2 separate regions of the Mus musculus genome follow, and region 2 is linked to region 1. The links are chromatin contacts, called in public promoter capture Hi-C maps. All regions are on one chromosome and are shown on one strand. The core of a region is the stretch at or near the end of the contact, and the rest is flanking DNA. Distances in the headings are between cores, read along the strand shown. Region 1 holds the start of Zfp560 (zinc finger protein 560). Region 2 holds the start of Ei24 (etoposide induced 2.4 mRNA).

The links. Promoter capture Hi-C pulls out the DNA fragments that hold promoters and counts their contacts.
Region 2: a promoter capture Hi-C map of pre-B cells shows a contact between it and region 1. The contact joins the promoter of Ei24 here to the promoter of Zfp560 in region 1. A contact is called at or near these places in 3 of 39 promoter capture datasets (cranial neural crest, maxillary cranial neural crest and pre-B cells).

Annotation. Positions count from the first base shown.
Region 1 is chr9:20,382,059-20,388,237 of GRCm38.p6, forward strand. It overlaps Zfp560 (zinc finger protein 560), which reads right to left and starts at 3,100. Exons shown (of 7, transcript NM_001004190.3): 1 at 2,959-3,100.
Region 2 is chr9:36,792,115-36,798,608 of GRCm38.p6, forward strand. It overlaps Ei24 (etoposide induced 2.4 mRNA), which reads right to left and starts at 5,220. Exons shown (of 11, transcript NM_001199494.2): 1 at 5,099-5,220; 2 at 1,126-1,235. The coding sequence starts at 1,167.

The DNA of each region.
Region 1 (6,179 bases), core at 1,850-4,349:
GGGAGATGGGAAAGGGGGTTTTCCCCAGAGGGGAAACCAGGAAAGGGGATAACATTTGAAATGTAAGTAAATATCCAATTTTTTAAAAACGAATAAAAAGAAGAAACATTTAAAAAGAAACTTTAAAAGGAAAGTAGTTACTAATGACTGCTGTCTGCTGTACCAGGAAACTCCAAGAGCTGTGTGCAGCTACCCATGAAGAACAGGCTGGGTAAAAACTATAAGGAAATATGCCTTTACTTTGTGTTTAGTTTCTGTTTTAAGGAAGCGTGGACTTGGACTAATTATTCAGGATTCATAAAAATTATGTAAATTTAAGTATTTTTTTTTAAAGTTAACAATGGTCAAAGCTTTGATGATGTAGCTTCAGTATATAAAAGACTGGGTTCAGGCTCTCTGTCAAGAGAAGGCAAAAGAATAAAAAGGAAGAAGGAAAAAGAATGAGAAGAATGAAGCATGAATATATGTGATGCTCATACATACATGTAGGCAAAACACTCATATGCAAAAATAAAAACAAATAAAATCCTTACAAATAAAGACAAAAAAGATTTCTAATGTTCCTAACACAAAAGAAACATGTTTGAGGCTGCAGACAAGCCAACTATCCTCATCTGGTCATTACACTTGTACAAATGCTGCTCAAATAGTGCATCATACACAAAAATATGCAATCCCTAAGTATCAAGAAAAATAGTAAATAAAATCAGTTAGTAAATATTATAAATAAATAGCAATGGCATGTATCTCCAGGTACCAACAATTCTTTCTTCTTGGTATTTAACAAGACAAGTTCTTAAATGGCCTATATAAGCCCCCACTCTACACAGACACCATCAACCTAAAGGGAGTTGAAATATACACAAACTGAGAGCAACAGTGTTCTCAATTTCAAGTTCTTCATTTAAATCCTCAAATGGTACTTTTATATGCCAGGTCATATACATCGCCACTTGATTCAGATTAAGGGGACAGGGATGTATCTTTATGATTTAGCTCTTGCTAAAACATATCAGTTAAAAATGCATGAGTTCAGTCAATCTTGCTTTTAGATTAAAGCTATGCCTGGGGAATCCCACTAAATTGAAACATCTCAAGCTAATGAATAAATACAGAAGAAAACAATACACAGGCTTTACTTGAACTTTATCCTTGCTTAGATTTCTCACAGTCATAGTGTTTACTGTAGAAAAGCATTCCATTTTGGCCTTAAACCTTCTAATATAGGAGACAGTAAAATAAAATCAAAGATATTCCTACTTGTTGGCTTGATAAAATGGTCGCATAGATCCCTAGTTAAAACAACTAAGAGAGACAATACACAAAAATAGGGAGCTTAGGGTTAAATTTTATATTAAAAACAATTCTAGGAGGGTGATTATCTATCTCTATTGTTTCTCCATCTGTGGCCAACTTTGCTTGCTGAAATCCAAATATTAAAGGGCATCTATTAACATCTTACTATAACCTTGATTTGCTGGTACCACCACCTAGCCCCCTAGAAGCAATACTCGTGAAATTACTGATTCCATACATTCGACATCTGGTAATTACTGAACTCCAATAAATTCTGTAGTGTCTACTTCAATAGCTTCTCAGCAGAGTTTGCTTCCACCTCCAAAGTGAAATAGTACTCATTTTCCAGGTGACCTAACAGAACTGTCATCAAGCACTATCATTGCAAGCAAGAGCGCTGCGGCGAGACCCAACTTCTTCAGGAACACGAGTGTAACATTACACTGGCGAGTTAATAATCTAAAGTAAAGGGCATCAGAGGGGCTGAGAAACTCCTGACTCAGCATACTGACTAGAAAGCCAACACTGAAGAGAACATGATCTGCAGTCAGGAGCCAGGGAAAACCTTACAAAAACACTCAACATATGATAAAGCAACTACTGGCATGTCTCCGTCCTAAGACTACAAAGAACAAACATACAGATGAAATTTCCAGTCTCTTTTCTGCCCTCTCAAACCCCAAGCCCCTCGACACACACTCTCCACCTTCCCAGGAAAGGACAACCTCCTTCTGCTGAGGTCTCCTCTCTCTTTCATTATCATACTGCCTCTGTCAATCCTAACAAACAAGAACAATGATCTCCAAAGAGACTCAGGTGACACACTGAAAAAGGCAGTCCCAACACTCGCTAATACTTTAGGAAGAGGGAGAGATGACTATTTCCCACTCCCTTCAGCATCACTAACTCCAACATCTAGTATTTTTGGATTAAATCGCCATTTTTTTCTTTATTTTACCTATTACCATACAAAGACAGGAAAAATATAGCCCTCAACTTTGAGTCTTCATCAATTTGCAGTCTCATATTTATTTCCTTTATTAAATATTAAGCTTCTCCAATTGCTACAAGCTGCCCAAGAATATAGGCTGAATTTTGTCGCTTTGCCATAACCAACTATCCACATATACAAGAAATGACCAAATAAAACACCCATAAATAAATAAATAAAAACACTAATAAGTCATGTAACCACTTCCACAATGGAACATGTTATTTTGGGGAAACACATATTTTTCTGGTCATTGTCATTATTTGGTTCAGGATCAACTTTTATTTCCTTTAAGGCCAGAGCTATTTTTTTTTTCCATCAACACAACTCACCCAAACATTTTTTGCAGAAATAAATCAACCCGAATACTTCAATAGTCTCCACCCATTCCTCCTACAGGTCCTTGTTTTGAATCCTGTAGGTAGGGCCTAAGAAATTCCGCTACAATGAGTGAATACTGGTTTAAGGTTTTGTTTGTTGTTTTTTGTTTTTCCAGTACACACGCGTTTACAAGCACACCGACAACTAAAGAGATGGCTTTCTACCCAAATGTAACTAAGTGTTGGAAACAAATAAGGGACGTGCGAAGAGGATGCCGTATTTCTGACGACACACGCGTTTGTAAATACAAGGTGGCAAAGCCCTCTCAACAGCTTTCACCTCGCACTCACCTGAACTCGCCAATTCCTGAAAATAAAGACAGAGAACCAAGCGCGCAGCGGAGGTTCCGGCCGCGCTGGCCCGCACAGCCCGAGGAAGTGCAGCCGCCGAGGGGCGGACCCCGCCTCTGAGGAACAAAGGAGCTTCACACCCTAGAGCTCGCGCCGGAAGAGTCGGAAGGTAACACCGCCAACGGCACTTCCGCTCCCGGCCTGGGGCTGCAGGACCAGTTCCGACCACTGCGCGGGCTGTTTGGAAGACGTTCAGAGCAAGAATTTATTTAGTGTCGCCAGCGTCTCATACAAGTTGACGACCACAGAGATGGAAAAAGAACTCTGCAACCAAGGGCTGGAGCGTAAGAGACTGCGGAGGGCGGCTGATGTCACTGCTGTTTTCTTCGACTTAAGTGTCCTCCGGCTTCGGGCGCTTCAGTTTACCCTGAGTTTACGCCCCTTCAGGCAGGGCAGTTACCGATTCCTGCCCCAAGAGTGGCTTTACCCCAACTCGATTTAGAGACTGCTGGCCTGACAACCAGACCAACGACTGGAGTTGTGCCCGTGTGGACACAGGACAGACCTGTCAAAGCGCACACGTCACCCAGTGTTGCTCCTGTTAGGTTTGTGAGCCTTAATGCACCCACTTAAGTATCCAGGTACTTGTGTCTCTAGTCACAGAATTAGACGAGAAACACGCCTTTCGAAGTAAAGACAGTTTATTACGAAAAGGAAAGTAGGGTGGATGAGATGGCTCACAGAGTAAAGAAGCTTGCCTCCAAGCCTGATGATAACCTCAGTTCAAGACCCGATGAGCGAGCCGAACTTCCACAAGTTGTCCTCAGGCCGGCACACGTGCACCTGCACTCTTAACCACATTATACAAAATAATAACTAAAAGAAAATTGGGACCAGGCATAGTGACCCACACTTTTTTTATTAGATATTTACTTTATTTACATTTCAAATGTCCCCTTTCTTGCTTTCCCCTCCGAAAACCCCCTATCCTTTCTCCCCTCCCCCTGCTCACCAACCCACCCACACCTGCTTCCTGGCCCTGGCATTCCCTAAACTGGGGCATAGAACCTTCACAGGACAAAGGGCCTCTCCTCCTATTGCTGACCAACTAGGCCATCCTCTGCTACATATGCAGCTGGAGCCATGAGTTCCACCATGGGTACTCTTTGGTTGGTGGTTTAGTCCCTGGGAGCTCTGGGGGTACTGGTTAGTTCATATTGTTATTCCTCCTATAGGGCTGGAAACCCCTTCATCTCCTTGGGTCCTTTCTCTAGCTCCTTCATTGGGGACCGGACTCTTTTGAGACCCACACTTTTTTAAATTCAGAGTTTGCAAGAGTCGGAAACAGTGTGAGTTGAGTCCAGTCAAGTCTACATAAATAGTTTCAAACTAGTCAGGAATATAGGGTCACACACAAGAGAAAGAAAGGAAGGAAAGGGCTTAAAGGGGGTGAGGAGCACTCTTGAGAATGGGAGTGGTCTAGAGAGCAAAGAGCCTAGAAAATGAAATCTGTTCCTTATGACCCTTATCATGACATTTATATAGTACCTGCCACTCCTAAGTATGTGAGGGCTTCTTTTGAGCATGCTTCATATATGTTGTACATGTTATATAAAAAGACTTCCATGAGGAAGTCTTTTTCTGCCAACTGGCTTTTATATGTTTAATATTACTGTAACTCTTACAGTCTCTCCTGTCACTACATTCTTCTAGTGACTGTATGTTCCTAGATCTTTACTAAAGCAGAATAGAAAGATGAAAATTTGGGGGGACATGAGTAGGAAAAGCCTGAAAAAGTAGGTTTATCTTCTTGTTCCTGCTAATAGACTCAGAATAAACTGTAGACTCTGGGGAAGGGGAGTGTCTTACTACTTTGGCTTTGCTAAATGTTGTTGTTTGTTAATTTTTCTTTCTAAATGTTTGTACCCATATATTGATGCTCCTCTCAACCCTGGCCTTTCACTCACCACCCCCAGTGGGCAGTGGGTAATGCAGAGACTTATAATAGATCAAAGTGCTAAGAATAAGCGACTCTTCAGTTCTCGGCCTTAAATAGGAAATCAGTATCCTTCTTTCCAAGGCCCATGAAACATCGAGGAAACAAGGGTTAAATGAATATAAACTGGAGGATGGAAAGGAGTATTGTGAACACTGTGTTCTAGACATGACCAAAACACCCATGAGCTCCTAAGAGCAATGGCTGGGCACATCAACTGGAAAGACACAGGATGTCCTACAGGAAAAGTTCTTTAAGTCACAGGTTATTTACTAAGAGGTGAAATATTCTGTCCTGCAGGGAAGTTCCTTAAGCTCAGGAAGTAAACAACTCAGGGGCATCAGGAAGTTCCTGAAATAGATCAGATTCACTAGGTCCCTTCTTTTCCAAGTGTGTATTAGCAGTAAGGACTACTAAGAGATAATCTCAAGCTGGGCTGCCTAGAAGAGGCTCATGCCAGGTGAGCAGCCTGGAAGAAACAGAGATTAACCATGCTGCCTAGAAGAGACTTATGATACCCTACCTAGAAGGGACATTCTTTAGCCTGTTACTCAGCCTGCAGGCTGTGCAGTATGCCCCAGGTTCCCAGCATTTGTGAGCCATCATCCATGTTGGGGTGGGCTTTGGTGGGATAGCTATCTTGGAGTTATTTCCACTCCTATAAGTAACACTTCACCAATGTTCTTGTAAATGACCCAAATAAAACTCATTTGTTCACAAATTTGTACTTTGGTGGTATTTATGATTTGGTATGTCATCACTTCCCTGTCAGGTATAAATAGATGTTCATGTCTCTTCAGGAACAGGGTCACACAACTCATGAGACCCACACCTCGCCCTGAAGAGCCATAAACTATAGCTTGTTAAACATTGCAGGAGGTCACAAAAGAACACACTCGGTGTGTACTCACTGATAAGTGGATATTAGGAAGAAAGCTTGGAATACCCACAATATAACTCGAAGACCATATGAAGCTCAAGAAGAAAAACCAAAGTGTGGATGCTTCAGTCCTACTTAGAAGGGGGAACAAAATAGTAATGGGAGATAGAGGATGGGAGGGACTTGGGAGGAAGAAAGGAGGGGGAGGGGAAAGGGGCCAGAATCAGGTGTGGGAGGAGACTGGGGAGATGTACAGAGGATCAGAAAATTGAACAGAGGTTCAGTGGGGGTTGGGGAATTGGGGCTAGCCACCAGAAAGTCCCAGAAGCCAGGAAAGCAAAAAGC
Region 2 (6,494 bases), core at 3,970-6,469, about 16 Mb after region 1:
GGGTCTCATGTAGCCAGGCTGGCCTCAAACTCCCTATGTAGCCGAAGTCTTGAACTACTTGAACTACTGATCCTTTTGCCATCTCTCAATTGCTGAGATCAGTCACATGTGCACTATACTTTTGTTTTTATTTTGCTGTCACTGCTGCGCTGCTTTTGAGTTGGGTCTCGCTGCATGTCTGCTGTGATTACAGATGTGTGCTACTACCTTTGACTCTAACTAGCATGGTTACACATTCTTATAATCCTGGCACTTGTGATCAAAGCAAGGGGATCAGGAGTTCAAGGTCATCCTGGACTATACAGCCAGCTGGAAGGTAACCTGTCTCAAAAGCAAACAAAAGAAAAAAAAAAAAAAAGACTCTGAAGCCAAGCTAACTAGAATCCTACAAATGGCGGGCAATCCACTCAGCAGACAGGCCTGTCACTTTCCAAAGGATGCAAAATAGAAGGGCTGGAAATCAGTGTTTGCTCTGAAAGCATGAGGGCCTGAGTTCAAATCCCAAGACCTCTTGTAAAAAGCTAGGCATGGCTGCTGCTAGATCCCAAGAATTCCCTGATAAGCCAGGCTTGACAAATAAGCCAACTTCAGGTTCAGTGACAGATACTGCCTCAAGGCGAGAAAGCAGACAGAAACAGAGGTGATACAGGAAGACACCTAAAGTTCTGCTTTGGCCTTCCCATGAGAATAGGACTGCATCTGCATAACCACAAGCACATACCACGCAAATACACACAGAGGGACACCAGACACAGGCTCACAATTGAAATTCCAATATTTGGGAAAGAGAAACAGGACTGAAAGGAACTCAAACCAGCCAAGGCTGCGTAACAAAATAAAAAAGATGCATGATAGTATACATTCCTAGTATTTGGCACACAGAGGCAGGAAGGAGCATCACCAGGAGCTCAAAATCAGACTGAGATACATAGCAAGACTGTCTCAAAAATACCAAAAATTCCTACTTGCTGAGTGATGTAGACTAAACTAAAAATTGACATTCTATGTAAAAGACCCAACAAATATATAAAATTACAAAAGAAAGATGTCCTAGTCTGTTTCTTTAACAAAAAAGCAAAAAAGAAAAGGTTAAGGGACAAATTCCTTGAAACAAAATATACTCACCCTGCCAAGGTCCTGCAGAAAGGTTTTGACACTGTCAGCCATCTCTCCACTGCCCAGACTATCAAATACAGCGAGAGGGAAGTGCCCCCAAACCATTCATCATGGAGGGCCTAGACAGAGATGGAGGAAAAAGACTAATGTTAAAGATCCATTACTTCATGATGTTTCTACAAAATGACACAACATTCTAGTATCCCTAATACAAGAGTAATAGACTCTGACACTAATAACGTCAACTAAGAGGCTAGACCTTTAACTGCTAAAATTAAGAGTCTGTTTTCTTCAGAGATGAGATACTGGAAGTTGTTCTGGCTAGTCCCACACTTGCTGAAACTACAGGAATGTTTAGATAAGGGGCAAAATGTGCTCCTGGACAAGTGGTCTCCCCTGAGCCTTGAATTTCCAAACCACTCCTCCCAAACACTTTCACTTTTGAGAATCTGGATAGAAATACTCTCTTAAGCAATTTTTATACTGGCTACATAGTCTCCAGCACTTGAATGTGAGACTGGAAAAGATGGCTCAGTGGTTAAGAGAACTGGCTACTCTTTCAGAGGACCAGAGATCGATTCCTCGATTCCTAACACCTATCTCAGACCACTGACAACCATCTGAACTCCAGCTCCCGGGGGTTCAATAACCTTTTCTAGACCTACACAGGCAGGTGCATGCACGCACACACAGAAGCTACACACTATGATAGATTGCAATTCTAGCACTCAGAAGGCAAAGGCAGGAGAATCACCAGTTTTCTCACCAGGCAGATACATATTAAGTTCTACACTGAAAACCCTGTCTCATATAATAACAATAATTTATTTTGATTCACTTTATTCATAGTCCTCAAATACATGGGAAAATTTAAGACATAATCTAAAACTACCAAACCCAGAGCTTCACATGTAATAAGCAAATACTCTACCATTGGCCTACAGTACCAGTTCACTTTCTAATCTTAAATATACATGCACATGTCTTTTAAGGATCATGTAAGAAACAAAGAATTTTAAACTAGACAGACTAAGGCTGACGGTCTAGTTCAATGGCAGGCTGCATGCTCACTCAATATGCATTGGAGCCAGAGAAACAAGCAAAAGGTCATAAAGTTCACATTTGTAAACAGTCTTTAGAAGGGTTAGAATGGTAAGGGTTAGTTAGAAAAGCTGAGGCAAGAGAATCAGGAATTCAAGGTCATCATCCACTAAATTGGAAATTTAAAGGAAGCTACATGAGACCCTGTTGCAAAAACTAAAGAATAGTAAAGGTTTCTCTCATATTATTTCTCAGTTGATTGGAAAACCCAGCTTTATAATTAATAAATTGACAGAGCTGCAAATAACTCAGAGTCGGGGCTGGGGAGGTGAAGGTGTGTCTTCTGCAGAGCCTACAGGTGGGTTGTCCTCTGACTTCACAAGCACACTGGCCATGGCTCATTCACATGTAAATGCAAGGTCATGCAAACAGATGCAAACAGACAATAAATGTTGAAAAGAACTGATAGAGAAAAAAAAAGTACAATTCAGTGGTAGAGTGCTTGCACGGTATGTTCCATTCCCAACACCAAGAGAAATTAAACTGAGACTGAGGGCTGGTGATGAAATCCTAGCATCCCAGCTGCCTGGCAGGCTAAGATAGGCACAAGTTCAAGGTCTACACAAGCTGAATTAATTAACAACTGGATAATTTAAAAAACTCTCTCAAAAACAAAACAAAACATTGGGAATATAGTTTAGTAGAGAACCTGCCTCGCATACACAGTCTCTAGTACCAAAATGATAAGAGGGTTCATACTAGAAAATCTTGTTTTTCAAGATGGGGTTTCTCTGTGTAGCTCTGGCTGTCTTGGAACTCACTCTGTAGACCAGGCTGGCCTTGAACTAAGAGGTCTACCCAGCTTTTTAAAAAACAACAACACACAAAAAAAAAACCAACTTAATTTTATGAAGATAAGTGTTTTGCCTGCATATATCTGTGCATCAGTCATATATTACAAATGTGAGCTGCCTTGTGGATGCTTCGAATTGAACCTAGGTCCTCTGAAAAGTAGTTAGTGCTCTTAAACATTGAGCCATCTCTTCAGCCCCTATATATAAATAATCTTAAAATACTAGTCTCTCAGCTGGGTAGTGGTGGCGCACACCTTTAATCCCAGCACTTGGGAGGCAGAGGCAGGAGGATTTCTGAGTTCAAGGCCAGCCTGGTCTATAGAGTGAGTTCTAGGACAGCCAGGGCCAGAGAAACCCTGCCCCCCCCCCAAAGACTCTCAATTATTTAATTTCTTTAAAGTGAACTCTCAGGTGAATGGAAAGTCTGCTTGCAAAAATATGAGATTTTAGGATTCCAAAGTTATCATGCCCCACCAAATCAAGCTTAGAATCTTCAATTTAAGAGATAATAAAATATAATAGTCAGCTTGTATACAACTCAAACTTCAAAACATAAAGGATACTTTCCTTGACCTCTGGCCACTTCAGCACCACACTGACCCAACTGGACTGATGCCATTCAGAACTGGACAAACAGGGAGTACAGTCAGAAGGCTGCCTGCATCTGCTCCTTACGTCAAATCCTACCCAAATGTGCTCACCTAGAGAAGTTCCTAAGGTTAGGAAACATCTGTTACTACTCCCACTCCCCCCTCCTAAAAAAGCAGAAAAAGAAAACCTCAAGAGCTTCAATCATGTGTACAGAGAAAGCCAGTGCTCTAGGAGTTGTGGTAAAAAGCAGTCCATGACCAGGAAACTAGTAAATGTCCAAGACACTAAGGTATATCACAAATGTACCACCATCTTAAGCAACAACTTGCTCATCTACAAATAAAGGGTAGCATATTAAAATTCTTCACGGGATAGAGTACGACAGAATAAACAAAGCTGAAAAAATTCTGGATAAATGTAATCCTGTTAAAGAACACACCCGACTTGAGGTGAGAAAATCCATTACTCTAGTTTTCTCCAAGAGCCCAGACAGGGAGCTTCAAAATCTGTCATATCCCAGAACCACTGTGTTATTTGACTCCTTGGCAGATTAATACCCGGCTTCTTCATGTACCAACTAACAAAGTACCAGTGACCAAATAGAGCCTTTAAAGGAAAGGCCATTATTATACCGTGGGCCTAACAACTTTTCTATGGGAGAGAACATTTGGTATGAATTGCCCTGTTTAACAAATTGCTGAGACAAGCAGAAAAATAACCTTCCACGATTTGAGACCACACACTGACTGACACAAAGGGCTCTAACAACAGAGAAAACCAAGATGCATCATCTGGTTCACAATATTTTACATATAAACGGTTTGTCAACAGTGAGTGAAAGCTAATTACAACCAACTTTGGAACTTCAGTGTTCTAACCGAGACTGGACTTTTTGGCTTAAGCTTTGCAACGAGGATTTTTGTTTAACCCAAGCATCACCTTCCTTAAACCTTGAAACACTGCTGGCCAATAAATTTGACAGTCTTTAGAACCGATTAAGCACCTACTGAGACATACTCCTGCACTTTCATTCCGAAGCCACCAGATTCAAGTCCCGGAAGGGAGGAAGCCAGTGTTTCCCACTCCAGGTAGGGAAAAGGTAAACACCCTCACGCATCACCCGGCCACAGGCTGCCTCCTGGGCAACCTGGGGTACTCGGCCCCTTCTCTCCCGCAGCGTCGGGGCAATTGGGGTGAGAACCCGTCTTCCTCCCCAGCCACTGCCGCGCACAAGGTGCGGACCTCGCTCACTGAGGGTCACCGGAGCTAAAGATAGCCCCGCCGCACCTGGGGAAAGCCTGAGTCCCGCGCGCCGCCGCCAGGCCTGCCCCTGCCGCCTTTCGCGTCCCGGGCCCTTCGGGGGCCGGGGTCCTTGCCGCAGCCCCTTCCAGAACCTTAGGAACTAGCTCCGGCCTGCCAGCCCTCGATGGGCCCTGCCGCCCAGGCTGCGATTTGCAAGCGGCTCGAGCCCACTGCCCGCCGCGGCCTGCACCTACCCCGCCACCCTACCGCCGCGGCTCCAGCCAGGGCGCTCGCCCACCGAGGCTCGGTTCGCCTGCTCCGCGCCCGGCTGCCCGCTCCGCCCGGGCGCTCGGAGAGCCGGGGCTGCGCCCACACTGGGCATGCCCGGGCCGCACGGGGCAGCTGGGAAGTCGGGCGGGCAGCCTGCCGGTCGCTGGGCAGGGGCGGGGCTAGCGAGGTAGGGCGGGGCCATACCGGGGGGCGTGGTCTGGGAGCCTGGGAATTGTAGTTGGCTGGACCTCAGAGTCCAGACTCATTCTGGGTATCCAGGTCCAGGATTCTAGACCTTTGTTGCCTCCTAGTCAAACCCCTTCTCACTGTTGAGCGATCGTTAACCTCCTTAATCTATCTACACATCAGTGCTGGTCTTTCTGATATCCTTTAAGAACAAATGATGAAAACAATAAAATAGGAGACACCTTGATAATTTGGAGGCTTTCTATAAAGACTAATAAACCAGGTATGGTGATGCACACCTGAAATCCCAGCCCTTGGAAAGCTGAAGAGAAGAAATGGTCCAAATTCGAGTCCAGCCTTGGCTACCTAGTAAGTACCAGCCTTGGCAGAGCTGTGTAACAACATCTTGATTCAGAAAAAAACAAAAGCAAAAAACAAAAACTCAATAGAGTAATCAGTTATCATGCACATGCAAAAAGCCCTGGCTTCAAGTCCAAGAATTATATTACACAGGGCATGATAGTACAATCTCAGCACTTGGAATTTGGAGGCAAGAGATCAGAAGTTTGAGTGATTCAGAATATAAGGCATCAACCACTTAGGTAGCATTTAGTGCGGATTGTAATGATGGAATGGCTGTGATAAAAAACAAGTAGAGATTGCTGTTTTCAACTGGCTCATTTCTAGCCTGGCTCCATAATTTCTTGTCATGAAACTGTAGGAAAAGCCACTTTTACCCTTTTCAGGTTTCTCCTTTGAATTTAAGAAACAAAACCCAGAAAGAGTCAAGTATAAGAAAAGCATACAAGTTAGCTAGTGAGTTAGTAGTGACTGACATATAAACCCTGAGAAGGGAATGAAGAAGATTGGAGATGGGTTTTCTTTTATTTTTTGGAGGGGGATGGAGGGAGGCTGGAGACAGGGCTTCACTCTATAGCTCCGGCTGTCCTGGAACTCACTCTGTAAATCAGGGTGGCCTGCCTCTGCCTCTGCCTCCCAAGTGTTGGGATTAAAGGCATGCACCACCACCCAGTTAGTTTAGTCCAGAGGAACAGAACTTAATGAATATATATGGGGTTTATTAGAATGACTTACAGGCTGTGGTCCAACTAAACCAACAATGGTTACCTGTGAATGGAAGGTCCAAGAGTTCAGCAGTTGTGCACTTCACAAGGCTGGGTGTCGAAGCTGGTC